Linked DNA regions of Mus musculus: region 1 is linked to region 2. A link is a contact called in public HiChIP or PLAC-seq data. All regions are on one chromosome and are shown on one strand. The core of a region is the stretch at or near the end of the contact, and the rest is flanking DNA. Distances in the headings are between cores, read along the strand shown.

The links. HiChIP or PLAC-seq counts read pairs in DNA pulled down with a chosen protein or histone mark.
Region 1: a contact with region 2 is called in an H3K27ac HiChIP or PLAC-seq map of embryonic stem cells, with 9 read pairs. The contact joins two enhancer-like sites. A contact is called at or near these places in 1 of 484 Hi-C or Micro-C datasets (embryonic stem cells), 6 of 115 datasets of contacts at active chromatin or transcription factors (embryonic fibroblasts and embryonic stem cells) and 3 of 9 other capture datasets (adipose tissue, liver and pancreatic islet).

The regions. Positions count from the first base shown.
Region 1 is chr17:66,475,573-66,482,370 of GRCm38.p6, reverse strand. No RefSeq gene overlaps it. Among named protein-coding and RNA genes, the nearest start is that of Gm41608, 27 kb to the left of the region's middle. RefSeq lists an enhancer at 226-3,975. Within about 2 kb of position 2,865, at least 124 of the 459 cell types and tissues checked have an H3K27ac peak or open chromatin away from gene starts, as enhancers often do. A contact at or near this core is called in embryonic stem cells, where this site is marked.
Region 2 is chr17:66,375,033-66,382,541 of GRCm38.p6, reverse strand. It overlaps Mtcl1 (microtubule crosslinking factor 1), which reads left to right. Exons shown (of 14, transcript NM_172963.4): 5 at 2,106-3,413; 6 at 4,531-4,689. Among named protein-coding and RNA genes, the nearest start is that of Mtcl1, 71 kb to the left of the region's middle. Within about 2 kb of position 2,156, at least 8 of the 459 cell types and tissues checked have an H3K27ac peak or open chromatin away from gene starts, as enhancers often do. A contact at or near this core is called in embryonic stem cells, where this site is marked.

The DNA.
Region 1 (6,798 bases), core at 1,616-4,115, 99 kb before region 2:
TGGCTAATCCTGATTATTATAAAATGTAATATCCTTGCTTTTTGAAATAAGTCATTATCGAGTTATAACAATAGTATGGGCTGGAGCGATGGCTCAGCAGTTCAGAACACTGGCTGCTCCTCCAGAGGTTCTGAGTTCAATTCCTAGCAACCACAGGGTGGCTCACAACCATTGGGTTCTGATGACTGTGTCTGAAGATAGTGATGATGTACATAAAATAAATAAATCTTTAAGCCGGGCATGGTGGCGCATGCCTTTAATCCCAGCACTCGGGAGGCAGAGGCAGGCGGATTTCTGAGTTCGAGGCCAGCCTGGTCTACAAAGTGAGTTCCAGGACAGCCAGGGCTACACAGAGAAACCCTGTCTCAAAAAACCAAAAAAAAAAAAAAAAAAAAAAAAAAAATCTTTAAAGAAAAGAAAAGAACAACAGTAAACTTCTGTATTTTATAATGTGTGTTGTGATTGACTTGAGCCAATCTCAGAGACATAGCCATATTCATATCAAGGCTCGACAGGACCATATTTATACGTCCATTCATCTGTTTACTTATTTCTTTGGTTTGGTGTTTCAAGACGTGGCTTCTCTGGGTAGACCTGGGTGTCCTAGAACTCATTTTGTAGCCGGGCGGTGGTGGCGCACGCCTTTAATCCCAGCACTTGGGAGGCAGAGGCAGGCAGATTTCTGAGTTCGAGGCCAGCCTGGTCTACAAAGTGAGTTCCAGGACAGCCAGGGCTATACAGAGAAACCCTGTCTCGAAAACAAACAAACAAACAAAAAACAGAAGTGTAGACTGTTAGCATTCAGTCTAAGCTCCGCCCCACAGTTACCTAGCAATCGCTAAGTATGCCTGACTCACTATAAAAGGGGCCACTTGGCCCCTCCTCACTCTGTTGCTTTCTTGCCTTCTTTCTCCCCATTCCCTGCCCCCCCTCCATCCCCATGTCTCCATGTACTCATTGCTTATGGCCGGCCTCTACTTCTCCCCCCACCTTTCCCTCTCCTCTCCTCTTCCTTTTGCTGCCTCTACTACCCTCTTAACTCCCTTCCCCATGTCCTTAATAAACTCTATTCTATACTATCCCGTCATGTGCTGGTCCCTCAGGGGGAAGGGATGCCTCAGCATGGGCCGCCAAGGCACCTCCTTTCCCCATACCTGACTACACCTCCATAAAACATACTGCCCCCCCCCCCTTTATCTTTTTATAAACACATTCTGTTCACATTCATGAGATTCCCCTGCCTCTCAGCCTGGCGGTTGGTGTGTGATGTAATTACTCCTAAGACACTTGGGGATGGGCCTGATGGCAGGTGTGTCCTGAAGGTGTAAATGAGTGTCTGAATGGATGGTGACTGGTGATCAATTGTGTCTGCCAAGGAGGGAAGCAAGCAAGAAAGGAAATTCCGTGTGCAGTAATGTGACTTTGTGGGTACAAGGATCAATTTAAATCGGCAGTGTACGCTTACTGTTTGGGAAATCTGCCTTGGCGTACTTCAATAACAATTCACACAGACAAGCGTCACTACCGTACTGTAGTGAGCATTTAGCGTTAATTGCCTTACAGAAGCATGTTGCTCCCATACAAAATGACAAATGTCACAGCTACGCTTTAACCTATTAGTATAAATTAAATCATAAACAGCGACAGTCGCGGGTGGATCAGTGGCACTGAGCAATCTATGAGGGAACGGGAGGCTGGGGGCTGGTCACACTGGCTGCAGGCCATCTGCGCTGATGAGGGGAGGTCAGCCTGTACCAGTGCACAGGGTCGCCTCAATGCTAAGGACTCGATAAAAATTCTCTCCTCCTCCAGTCCTCCTGAATTTTACCAAGGAAAGCAGCCCTGCTGATGTGGGGGAGACTAGCAGAGACTGGAAGCCACACCCTTTCCCAAGACCAATTTGCACTTGCAGCTGGGCTCCTGACCTCCGGAGACTGCCAGCTAATCGGATCACGTTGAACCAGGGCGGGGAGGCCCTGGGACCCATCAGATAGGCAATACTGGGCTCTCCAAGCCACAGTAACTTCTGCCCAGGAGGAGCCTGTTTAAGCCGAGAAGAACCCGCCCAGACACACACACAACCCCCTCCCAAAAAAGAGGCTAACTTTGTTTTGAAAGTCATCCTAAAATGCCCTCCTTAGGATTATGACTTTGCGTAGGCCCTTTTGGTTTGTGACTGACAACCTCCGATTTGACCACTTTATTTTTATCGCCGTACCACAGATTCTTCAGGTTAGCGTTGAATTTGAGTTAGGCTACGACGAAAACAAAGAGTTGGCCTCCCAGTTCAGCTTTGCTAATTGAAATGTGAAAACAAGAGTAAGAAGGCAGGACAATAGGGGTCCGGGCTAAACCTTTATTCTACAGCTCCCGCAACAGCCGCGCCTTTCTTTGTCCCTCTAGACACCCGTAGGCTCAGTGACTTCAGAGGGAAGGCTCCAGCTGTATGCAAAGCGCAGGGTCGGAGGTGGAGGCTGTGGCAAAGGGTGCTGTGTGCCGTACTGGATTTCCATATCAATAGCTGCCTATTCTGTCTTCCTTTCTGTTTCTTCCCCCACTTCTTGGTTAAGGATGACCTTGAACGGCCTATCTTCCCCCACCCTCCTAACCCCCCACCCCCGCTTCCAAGTGCTGAATTTACAGGCTTCTGTCACAACTCCCCGTTTTGGATGAATTTATTCTCAAAGGAGCTTGCGAAACAAGCGGATTTTGGTCACCTGATGTCTGAACCAGGGACTCCAAGATAGAGGGAAAGTGACTTATCTAGGATCCATGGCTTCTAACCAGCAGAATGGAAACTCCCTTCAGAGACTCTCATACAGTCTTGGCCCACAACCTACATGCAGCCTGGTGGGTTCGTACAGCTCCTCGGAGCATGCGTGCGCTGAGGCTGCCTAAGCGGGCGAGCACAGCTCCTCGGAGCATGCGTGGGCTGAGGCACGCTAGTCTTGCTTTCCTCCTTTCTCCACTGTCTGTCATGCTCTCCCTCTGTCACCTGTCCTCTAGGAGTGTGGTTTGGAGAGCTGATCCACGCTTCCCTGCCCTCTTGTCTTTGTGAGGGAAGGAGGTCGGTGGTACCAGGAGCGCTGAGGCCTGAGGTCTCTATACACTGTTTTAGAGGGGACAGGGGGGTACAAGCGATACGGAGGAGGAGAGAATGAGTCCAGAGGACAGCTTGGAACAGAGCCGGCTGGGCGTCAGTTCCGCCAAGCCTCAGAAAGGAGACGAATGCAATGGTTTTCCTTTTTTGATGGTCCAATATTGAGGCAGGTTAAGGGATATCAGGGAAAGCTTTTTCCAGAGCCTGCTGGTCTCCAAAGGGCTTTCATTGATAATCACTAGAGGCTGGAAAGGGCACGGCGGTTAAGGGAAGCGATTGCCCTACAGAGAGCCTGACTCAGTCCCCAGCACCCATGTCAGGCAGCTCACAACCACCGATATAACTCCATCTCCAAAGGATCTGACCCTTCTGGCCTCTGATTGGCACCTGTACTCACATACACAGACATACTCAAACAGACAGGCATACACGCATACCACCATACCCGTCTCTTCTTTTAATTGACAAACAATAATTGTGCATGGGCATGTATGTATCACACGATTTTTTTTTTTAAACACAGTCATGTTTTAAAAGATTTATGTATTTTTACTAACGTGTATGTGCATGCATCTGTGTGAATTTTATGTGTACCATTTCATGAAGGTGCCTGTGCAGACCGGAGGGTGGCAGATGTCCTGACACTGGAGTCATAAGTGATTGGGAGTCACCTCATGTGATGGGCTAGGGTCCTCCCTTAGGTCTTCTGCAAGAGCTAGACTCACTCTTAGCTACTTTGAGGGCCTGCCAGCGACACCCGCTCTCTGGGTAGAATGCAATGAAACAGTCTATTTCTAGTCTGCAGATAGATGATGACATGTGGCCTCTGTAATCCACCGTAGGAAAAAGATTACCGTGCACACACTGGTTCTGTGTGAGCCAAAGTATCCTGCTCTAAGTTTTCATCAGCTAAATTGATCTTCATCTTTGGGTGGTTTACGTTTGTAAATGTGGCAAGTGCTAGTAGTGATAGACTTCTCAGCTTGAATAATGTGGAGAAAAGAGTGAGGTTTTTGCACTTATAAATGAGAAATGGGAGTGGTACAAGTCTCTCAAGCAACGTAAGATAAGATGTGAAACATTCAAGTTGGTAGTTGACCCCATTTTATTTGATTGAGAAAATACTTCATTATAAAATATTTTAACCCTTCATTTTCCTCCTGTAAGTAGCTATTTTCTCTTTATAAAATGGGAAAGGAAATTTGAAAAAAAATTCCAAATTCAGGAGGTAAGCCATTTCACCTTGAAATGGCCACCAAGCATCCCATGGTGTGAACAGGACTCTGGAGCATTGCTTCTGCAAGAAAGGCAACTCTGTGTTTTTGTTTTTGTTTTTGTTTTCTTAGAGACAGGGTTTCTCTGTATAGCCCTGGCTATCCTGGAACTCACTGTGTAGACCAGGCTGGCCTCAAACTCAGAAATCCGCCTGCCTCTGCCTCCCGAGTGCTGGGATTAAAGGTGTGCGCCACCACGCCCGGCTAACTCTGGGTTTTTTTTCAGGGTAGAGTTTCTCTGTGTAGCACTGCCTGTCTTGGGACTTGATTCAGGACATGTATGAGACCAGGCTGGTCTCAAACTCAGACAGACAGACAGACAGACAGACAGACAGACAGACACACACACACACACACACACACACACACACACACCTCCTGTTGGCATTAAAGGCATGTGCTACCACCACACAGCTTTTTTTATTCTTTCTTCTGGTCATGGTGTTTTGTCACAGCAGTAGGAAATTAACCCAAAACAGCTACAAGCTGGAAATGGGGAACAGTGCCACGCCAGAATAAAGCAGAAGAATTAGAAGTACAAGGCCATGCCCCTGCTATACACCATGTTCAAAGCCAGTCTGATATGCCTGACACCCTGTCTCAAGCAAACAAACAAAAGGGACCTCTGGGCTGGAAAGATGGCTCAGTGGTTAAGAGCACTAGCTGGGTTTTCCAGAGGAACCAGGTTCAGTGCCCACACAGTGGATCACACCCATCTGTAATTCTCAACCTACGGATCCTAGCACTTGTCTGGCCTCCGAAGGCACCAGGTAACATGTGGTAAGCGGACATATATGTAGGCAAAACACACAATACAATTTTTTTCAAAAGTGACCTCTATTGTGTGAAAATCCTAAAAATATTGACCAGATTCAAACTCGAACAAATAGAAAAGGCATTTTTGAGGCAAGAGAAAAGAGAAATCAAGAGAGTATACAAAGGCCAAATTGAATGTAACTCCGTTATAGACACTTCAAGCAACCTACAGATCATCATCGGGCTGGTGAGATGGCTCAATGGGTAAGAGCACTGACTGCTCTTCTGAAGGTCCTGAGTTCAAATCCCAGCAACCACATGGTGGCTCACAACCATCTGTAATGAGATCGAATGTCCTCTTCTGGTGTGTCTGAAGACAGCTACAGAGTACTTACATATAATAAATCAATAAATCTTTTTTTAAAAGTCATCATCTCTGCAGGATGGTAACCCTCCCTTTGGTCACAGTTTTACACAAAACACATGCATCCAGCATTCAGATCCCAGCTAACAATGTGGTTTATGTCCTTGGAATCATGGTACAATCTTCCAAGTCCATGATTTTTCTGTCACCTTTTTCATAAAAAGAGAATTTCTAATGAAATGGCCACCCTTGTACAGAGAGTGTGAAGGACATGTGTGGCTCCCTGGTCTCCTGAGCTTCAGATCTGTGATGCTACCTGCTCTGTGAGGCTGAGAGCTGAGTCTGTGAGCTGTGCTTGCTAAGCAACCTGGGATTGCTCAAACGGCCGTGCTGCTAAGCATGTCCTCCTGAAAGTGTCAGCCAGAGGCTCACACTGAAGTCCTTGAACCAGTATTTAGTAGGACTCTCTCAGACCCACCAACAGTGTAAATTACGACACAGAGGCTTCTAATAGAGTCTACAGCTTAGGCCTTTTGCTGGGACCATCTCCAGGTGCCTCATCTAACTTAACCTGTCTGTCCTAGCTTATGACCTACTAGGTGGGCTAGCTCTCTACCCTTCTCTGTTGTGCTGTGGTCCATGTCTCTTCCACCTCTGTTCTCTCTTGGGTCTCCTTATTTCTTCTCCCAACCCCATCATTCTATCTTCCAGCAAGTTCCACCCTCCTCCTTCCTGCCCAGGTATTGGCTATCTTTATTACACCAGTCAGTAGCAAGACAATCTCTGATACAATTCTAGGGAGATGAGGAAGGATTTTTTTGTTCTTTTGTTTTGTTTTGTTTTTCAAGACAGGGTTTCTCTGAATAGCCCTGGCTGTCCTGGAACTCACTTTGTAGACCAGGCTGGCCTCGAACTCAGAAATCTGCCTGCCTCTGCCTCTGCAGTGCTGGGATTAAAGGCGTGTGTCACCATGCCCAGCCAAGAAGGATGAATATTTACAAAATAGCAAGTCTTGTGATGGGCCCATAGAAATGACAATACTGAAAGCCTGCCGGCATTTAGCGCTCTGCCAGTACAGAATTAATAATTGAAATTACAGAGATACGCCTCCACACAATGTACAGGAAAGGTTATCCCAACACTGGTGCAATTTTTGGAAAGGAGAATGTGGCGGAACAATGTCAAAGACTCTAACTTTAGTTAGGTTCCCGAATGATTTCTCAGACCTTCTATGGACTTTCTTGTAACATCTAGTGTTCGCAAAGAATCCTGCTCCGTTAGTTAACGAGTCCTATCCCCAGTGA
Region 2 (7,509 bases), core at 907-3,406:
AGAGCCGCTGGGCATGGTGGTACTCGCCTTCAATCCCAACACCCAAGAGGCAGAGATGGTCGGATCTCTGTGAGTTCAAGGCCAGCTTGGTCTAAGAGTCAGTTCACTTGGCCAGAGTGAGTTCTAAGACAGTCAGGGCTACACAGAGAAACCCTGTCCCCAAAACCAGAACAAGAGAAGTCATGGAGTTAGTTATGGAGTTGTTTTGTTTTGTTTTGTTTTTGTCTACCTAACCAAAACTAAATCCTTAGTGTGAAAATGTTAAGAACTCGAAGATTGTGACCTGTGTAGATGGCTCTCCATAGTACACAGAGGGTGGGTGTTGGGGAAGAGGTCCCAGGGGACAATGATGGACCACACATAGGGTACATTAGGCCCCAGGGGACGCTCTGCACATCATGCTTTCTGCAGTTGTCTGGGTCACTCAGTTCTCCTTCCATGAGTCTGTCTGTGGTCAGGGAGAAGCGGGCAAGGCACTAAGCAAATAGTTTCTATATCTCAGTGTCAGATGGCTTTGTTCTGCCAGGTTGTGACAGAGAAATAGCTATGGTTCTCTGAGCTCGGGGACTTCATAGAGCCTCCCAGACAGCGGGGACACAAACAGCCATGCACAGAAGGCTGACGTGTCTACCACGTGGGTGACAGCCTGGACAGCCACCGCTCAGCAAGTCTCAGAGCAGGTGTCAGCACACTCTCCATGTGATGGGGGTTCGGGGGGCTTTGCAGGCCTCAGTATTCCCCCCTCAGTTTAACAGAACTGCTTTATGAAATTCACTGTTCGTATATCCTGAACACAAAAGATACAACAATCCGGTAAGCCAAGATAGTATAGATTACCTGAAGGCCCGGGACCCAGGCTGAAAAGGTAGCTGACTGTCTTAACGTGTCCTGGGCAGTACTCTGGATTCCCTGGAATTCTGTTGAGAACTACTTCTCAGATTTTCAAACACTTAGCTTCTTTCTCTGGTCTCTGTTTAATTTCCTGCTGTGTCACAGCAACCAAAACAGAGGACCAGAACAAAAGGCTCCAAAGTGGCTCTAGCCCGGCAAGGAGCCCAGATGTCTTCACTTGTACTAAGCAAAATGTCCTAGATGTCAGGGTGTGTTCTCATGTGGCACTTCAGCTTGGAAAGCTCTGAGATGCCGACTACGGCCTCTGTCTTCATGTCATTTGGGGAGCCTTGAGGAAGGACACATGCCAAGTGGAAAGATGGATTACCCCGTCTCATGCCCCTCAGCTAGTCAGTGGAAAAGCGAGGCTCTAACTTATTATTATTATAAGAGTTGTTCAACCTCATTGACCTGGTGGAACCTTCTGGATTTTCAGACATCTGAGGGACATTTACAGTGGCCACCAGATAGATGTAGTCCCTGAATCCTGTTAGCTTTACCGTCAGGTTTTGATGAAGGACTTTGGTGACTTGCTCAGAGTGCTGCTGATGTGCCAGGCTGGATCTGCAAAGTCACCACTGGCCACCATGTTGCAAATGGATCTTAGACTTCATTCACTTTCCCCTTCTTCATCCTTCTTCATTTATAACTTGTGTGCTGGTTTCTGTGTTGCATGGTCTTCCCCAAAACTAACTTTTCAGCTTCTTTTTTTTTTTTTTTTTTTTTTAAATTTATTTATTATTATATGTAAGTACACTGTAGCTGTCTTCAGACACACCAGAAGAGGGAGTCAGATCTTGTTAAAGGTGGTTGTGAGCCACCATATGGTTGCTGGGATTTGAACTCTGGACCTTCGGAAGAGCAGTCGGGTGCTCTTACCCGCTGAGCCATCTCACCAGCCCACTTTTCAGCTTCTTGACAAAGCAACAAACTATGGGTCATTTTAGGGTTCCATCTGCAAAGACTCCAAGACTCACTGCTGCTCTGGCATGGCGCCTCTCTTTCCACAAGCCAACAGCACCAACAGGAAGAATGTGTGTGTGTGTGTGTGTGTGTGTGTGTGTGTGTGTGTGTGCAGGTGCATGTGTGTGTGTATATGTGTGTGTACATGTGCATGCATGTGTGTGTGTTAAGGGTAAGGTGTGAGGGGCCCATAAAAAGCACACATTTGGTATTTTCAGATAACCCTCCCTCGGGCTATTCTTGCCTGGCAGGATGACAGTGCGGATTTGAAGTGTCAGCTTCAGTTTGTCAAAGAGGAAGCTTCCCTGATGCGCAAAAAGATGGCCAAGTTGGGGCGGGAGAAGGACGAGTTGGAGCAGGAACTGCAGAAGTATAAGTCCCTCTATGGTGATGTGGACAGTCCCCTCCCAACAGGGGAGGCTGGTGGTCCCCCCAGCACCAGGGAGGCAGAGCTGAAACTGCGGCTGAAGTTGGTGGAGGAGGAAGCCAGCATCTTGGGCAGGAAGATCGTGGAGCTGGAGGTGGAAAACCGTGGCCTCAAAGCAGAGATGGAAGACATACGGGTTCAGCATGAACGCGAGGGAACAGGCAGGGACCACGTGCCAAGCACTCCTACCTCACCCTTCGGAGACTCAATGGAGTCCTCCACGGAGCTCCGCCGGCACCTGCAGTTTGTGGAAGAAGAGGCTGAGCTGCTGAGGAGATCCATCTCTGAGATTGAAGATCACAACCGGCAGTTGACCCACGAGCTGAGCAAGTTCAAGTTTGAGCCTCACCAGGAGTCAGGGTGGCTTGGGGACGGTGTGTCTAAGGGCCCCGCGGCCAGCGTTCCCCTGCAGGAGGAGCTGAAGTCAGCCAGGCTACAGATCGATGAGCTGAGCGGGAAGGTACTGAAGCTGCAGTGTGAGAACCGGCTGCTTCTGTCCAATGCCCAACGGGGTGACCTCGCCGCACATCTGGGGCTGCGCGCTCCTAGCCCCCGGGACAGTGATGCCGAGAGTGACGCGGGCAAGAAAGAGAGCGATGGGGAGGAGGGCCGCCTTCCCCAGCCAAAGCGAGAAGGCCCTGTTGGTGGGGAGAGCGACTCGGAGGACATGTTTGAGAAGACCTCGGGCTTCGGAAGCGGAAAGCCGTCGGAGGCTAGTGAGCCATGCCCGGCAGAGCTGCTAAGGGTCCGGGAGGATACCGAGTGCCTGGTGACCATAAAGCTGGAGGCTCAGCGGCTTGAGCGGACTGTGGAGCGCCTCATCTCTGATACAGATGGTTTCATCCACGACTCAGGACTGCGGGGCAATGGATTGGCCTCACCTGGAGTCCAAGGCGGAGGAGGTGAGGGCAACAGCCCGAGTGAGCCCCACTTGTTGGAGACCATCAATGTGAGGATGAAGGCTTTCAGGAAAGAGCTGCAGGCCTTCCTGGAGCAGATGTCCCGGATTGTGGATGGTCTCTCGCCCTTATCCCACCTCACAGAGTCATCCAGCTTCCTCTCCACTGTGACTTCTGTGTCCCGGGACTCCCCCATCGGGACCCTGGGAAAGGAGTTGGGCCCAGACTTGCAGGTAAGGGGGCTCCCAGCCTTGCCTCCCTGCTCCGTCTCGTTCTTCCTCCTCCTCTTCGCTGGCATTGCTGCTCTAGGGCTCGCACTGCTTACGGCTGCTTGGTTTTAAGTTCAGACCTGCATTGTACTAAAGTCTCCGCGTCAACTAAATCCTTTCTCTCGGTTGGTTTCTTTCTTTCTTTTGTTTTTTTTTTTTTTTTTTTTTTTTTTTTTTTTTTTTTTAATTTTGTTTTGTAAGTTCGTTTTTTATTTCCTTGTTCCTTCCCCTGTTCTCTTCTACCTTAATCACACCACTATTCGTGGTTTAGAGGGCCTTTCACGACAAGGCCACGCCCAGTGGAGGCGCTAGGGACGGATGCAGCCTTCCATTGCACCTCTCTTGGTGTCTCAACTAACCAGCCACCCTGACGAAGAAGCTATGAGGAGTTTCAGACAAAATACCGACTCCCATCACAGTCAGGACACTTAGACTCAGTTAACAAGCGCCCGACTCCCTCTGGTTTATCACCAGAGGGACAAGTGCAGTTCTGAGAAGTCTCAGGCATCCCAGGCCCACCCACTCCCTCTGGAAGATAATCCGGGATGGGGGAGAGGAGCCAGTTCTGAGGAGGCTGGTTTTGAAGGAAAACCCCCGGCTGCGGCTGCCACGCGCTCCTGCCGCCCTCCCTCGCCGCCCAGGGTGAGGGCCAAGGGGAGTTTCGCCCTGGGTGCATGGCCCAGCTGCTGCCCCGGACTGTGGCTTTGGCTGCTCAACCCACAAGTAAGGAAGGCAGAGCCTCTTCCCCGTGTCCTTCATGGGTAGTGTGCCTGTGTCCCCATTGCATGTGTCTTATATCCAGTGTTACACATATCCGCCCCCTAGATCTGCTTTCCACGTTAGTTCCTCCTTTCGCTCATACCCATTCTAGTTCCGTTTTGTTCGCTCTCTTAGGTGTTTGCGTTGATTTCTTTTCTTTTTTTAATTCACGCTCTTCTCTGTCTGATAGTTCTTCCCATTGTCTACCCACTTCATGTTTTACCCTCCACCTCCTCCAGCTTTTACCTACCCCTTTGTCTTCTATTTCCCATTGAAAAATTAAAAGCAAAAGTGAAATAAATCCCCTTCATGCACCTCACAGTCCAAACTGAGAGAGCAGCTGGAATGGCAGCTCAATCAGGATCGAGGGGACGAGCGAGAGGGCCTGCGTCTCCGAGCCACTCGGGAGCTGCACCGGCGCGCGGATGGGGATTCCGGGAGCCACCATGGGCTGGGAGGCCAGAGCTGTTTCAACCTAGAGGTAAGTGAGCTGCCGGGCTCACTGCTGGTCTTTCACCTCCCTTCCCTGAGTGGGTGCTTCATGAGCTGGGGGGATGAATTCTGGACTCACAGGCCTGGGATAGGAAGAGCTGAGCATGTATGCATATAGCAAGCAGTATGCAATTTAACAGAAGCAAGCAGAATCACCATCTACTTGTGGAGAGAAGCCCCCGTGAGGGGCAGAGACTGGCAGAGCCCCTGGCCCTCTAGGGAGAGCACCCCCTGTCACATTTTCTTTAATGTTTCCCCAGTACAATCTTTGGACAGAGTTAAGTATATCCACTTTAATCCTCGGTTATATAACTAAAATGTAACAGAGTAGCCTCATACTGGAGCTATCCATTTCCCCATGGATTTCGTGAGTTTTAGTGTTTCAGGACTCTGAAACTTTCACAAGAAAGCCTCTTTGTTAGCCTGTACAGCACACAGGGAAGGCCTCTATCCCACAACGTTGGTAGTTGCTCGAGGAGACACAAACGCACACTTTTCAAATGGCTCCAGGGTGATTCATCACCGGGACAGACACCCGGGAAGACACTTTCTCCAGCCTTTGATGAGTGGTGTACCACTCATCTATTCCTATCAGAGGCGTTTTGAGCCCCAGGGCTCTAGGCTGGATATGCACTACCAGCTTGGTCTCCTGAGCAAGACGCGGAGCTATTTTCCATCTATGCCACGGGTCCAAGTTCTGCTCTGCTCACCTCCTGTGCTCCCGCGGTGAATCTCAGGAGATCCCTTAAGCTGTGAGTGGGGACTGCCTCTCCCGGAACCTCATGCTTCAGACAGCACAAAGGAGGGTTAAGAACAAAGGATAGAGCGGTCCAGGTCACTTCCTTGTCTTTGGGTGCCACGGTTCCTCAGCACGTGGTCGTCAGTCAGTGGTCTCTTCCTGTGATGGACTATTTAAGAACTGGATCCCCTACCTCCAGAGGCTGGTTATTGTCGTATGTCCTGGCAAGAGAAGGTCTGTAACCCTCACCTCACCTTGGTCCTGTTGATACTGAAGTGACAGCAGGGTGCTGCACTCGCAGACATCACAGCGTTCAGGAACCAGCCACAGTGTTGCAGAGAGAACACGTAATTGAATCAAATACAGATGGACAGTCAGTCTCCAGGAAAGGTAGATGAGTAAATCTGGAAGGTGACATAGCACCACCACCAGCACAGCACAGAGAGCCTGGGAGGACACGTCTGATCTTCAGACTTAATTCCCTTCTTCTGTGGATGACACAAATGAGGCCTTTGGAGAGACCGACCCTAAGTCCCCCTCCCCATTCCTCTCAAGACAGTGCTATGGAACAGAATTGAGTCCAGAATGGTCTCAGCCTGCTCCAGGGTTCCAAGACAGCTGGGCCAGGCAGCCCAGAGCTTATACTATCCATGGCTGTATTTCTGGCTACCATTCAATGACTTTAGCATAGTACCATCATTCTTTCAAATATCTGTCCAGGTTCCTTTCAGTGGTATATACATATTTTAAAGGAAGAAATGAGAAAATGGAAGACGGCCAGGACAAGGGAGATGTTTCCTAGAAGGGGCAAGAACCATACATCTTCCCTTCACAAAGGAATAGGAAAGGGTCGAGTATGTAAACCTTTAACTTTTTGGGAGCCTCTGATCCTGCTATAGTTTTTTTTTTTTTTTTTTTTTTTGGTCAGAAGAGTCCTTCCTTGTAGGTCCTCCGTTGGGGAGGCTGCCCATCCTGGTTTGATGTGTCACTCCCATAGTCTTGCTGGTCGCAATCCTACATTCTGCTAAGGGACCGTGCAGTGGGGGGATTCCAAGGAGCAAGGAAAGCCCCCCAATGACAACCTCCCTCAATTCCCTGCCAGCCATGGAGGCAGCAGGAAGCTCCTAGGAGTGAGTGGGGCATCCCTACTACAGAGGTGCCCTGCACCACAGAGGTGCTCTGCACTGAAGACTCCAGAGTCACTGGGGAGGGAGTGTAAAGCAAACAAGGACACTTTTTTTGTTGTTATGCTGGGGTTGAACCCTGGGCCTTGTACATGCTAAGCAGCTACTCTACCATCGAGCCACACCCCAGTCCCAGTGTAGACATGGATCCAGAGTGAGGCCTGGCTCACAGCTCGGATGTGCCCTGCTGGCAGATGTCTCTGCCCCCTCGTGCGTTGCCTTTTAAATAACCACTGCCAACGTGTACCTGTGTGTAACCCTTATTTAGCGCTCTGTCTTGAGGTCTTAGGGGGGAGGGGTGGGAGCCGTGGGTAAAACCCAGCATTAGAAGAACCTCTCTCAGAATTTAGGTGGAAGTGCTTATTAAAAGGATAGGTTTCTCCAGCCCCATTTGTGAGGCACCTTTGTTAGTTTTGGCCTTCGGAGTGCTGCTGTTTGGGGGCCAGAAGAAAGAGGGCAAGTTGCTACTTTGGAAGATCGAATAACTTTGGGGGGCCTTGGGGGACTGGGTTTAAGCTATGATTACTGCTAGTAACACCAGTGACAGTGTTGCATGCAGCAAGGGGGAAAAAGAAAAGTCCACTCTTAGTAGATAGCAAGCAGGTGCCATATGGATAGCCTGTTGTATGGCTATAGATGGCCGGCTGTTCAGGTGCCACACTTCACCAAACCCAGGAAAGGCAGGGTGTGCCTGAGTCAGCATATTCCTGAAAACAGAAGTCAGAACCCATCCATGCCTGCGAGCTCACGAATGCAAATGCCAGAAACTAACAGCTGAAAGGGTTAGGAGACGTTGAATTCAGAGGGATGAATATTCCTGTCACCTGTCCATCCCTGAGCATGCTGGCGGTGGGCTCCCGCTGTGCTCCGGACTCTTCTCTGCCAA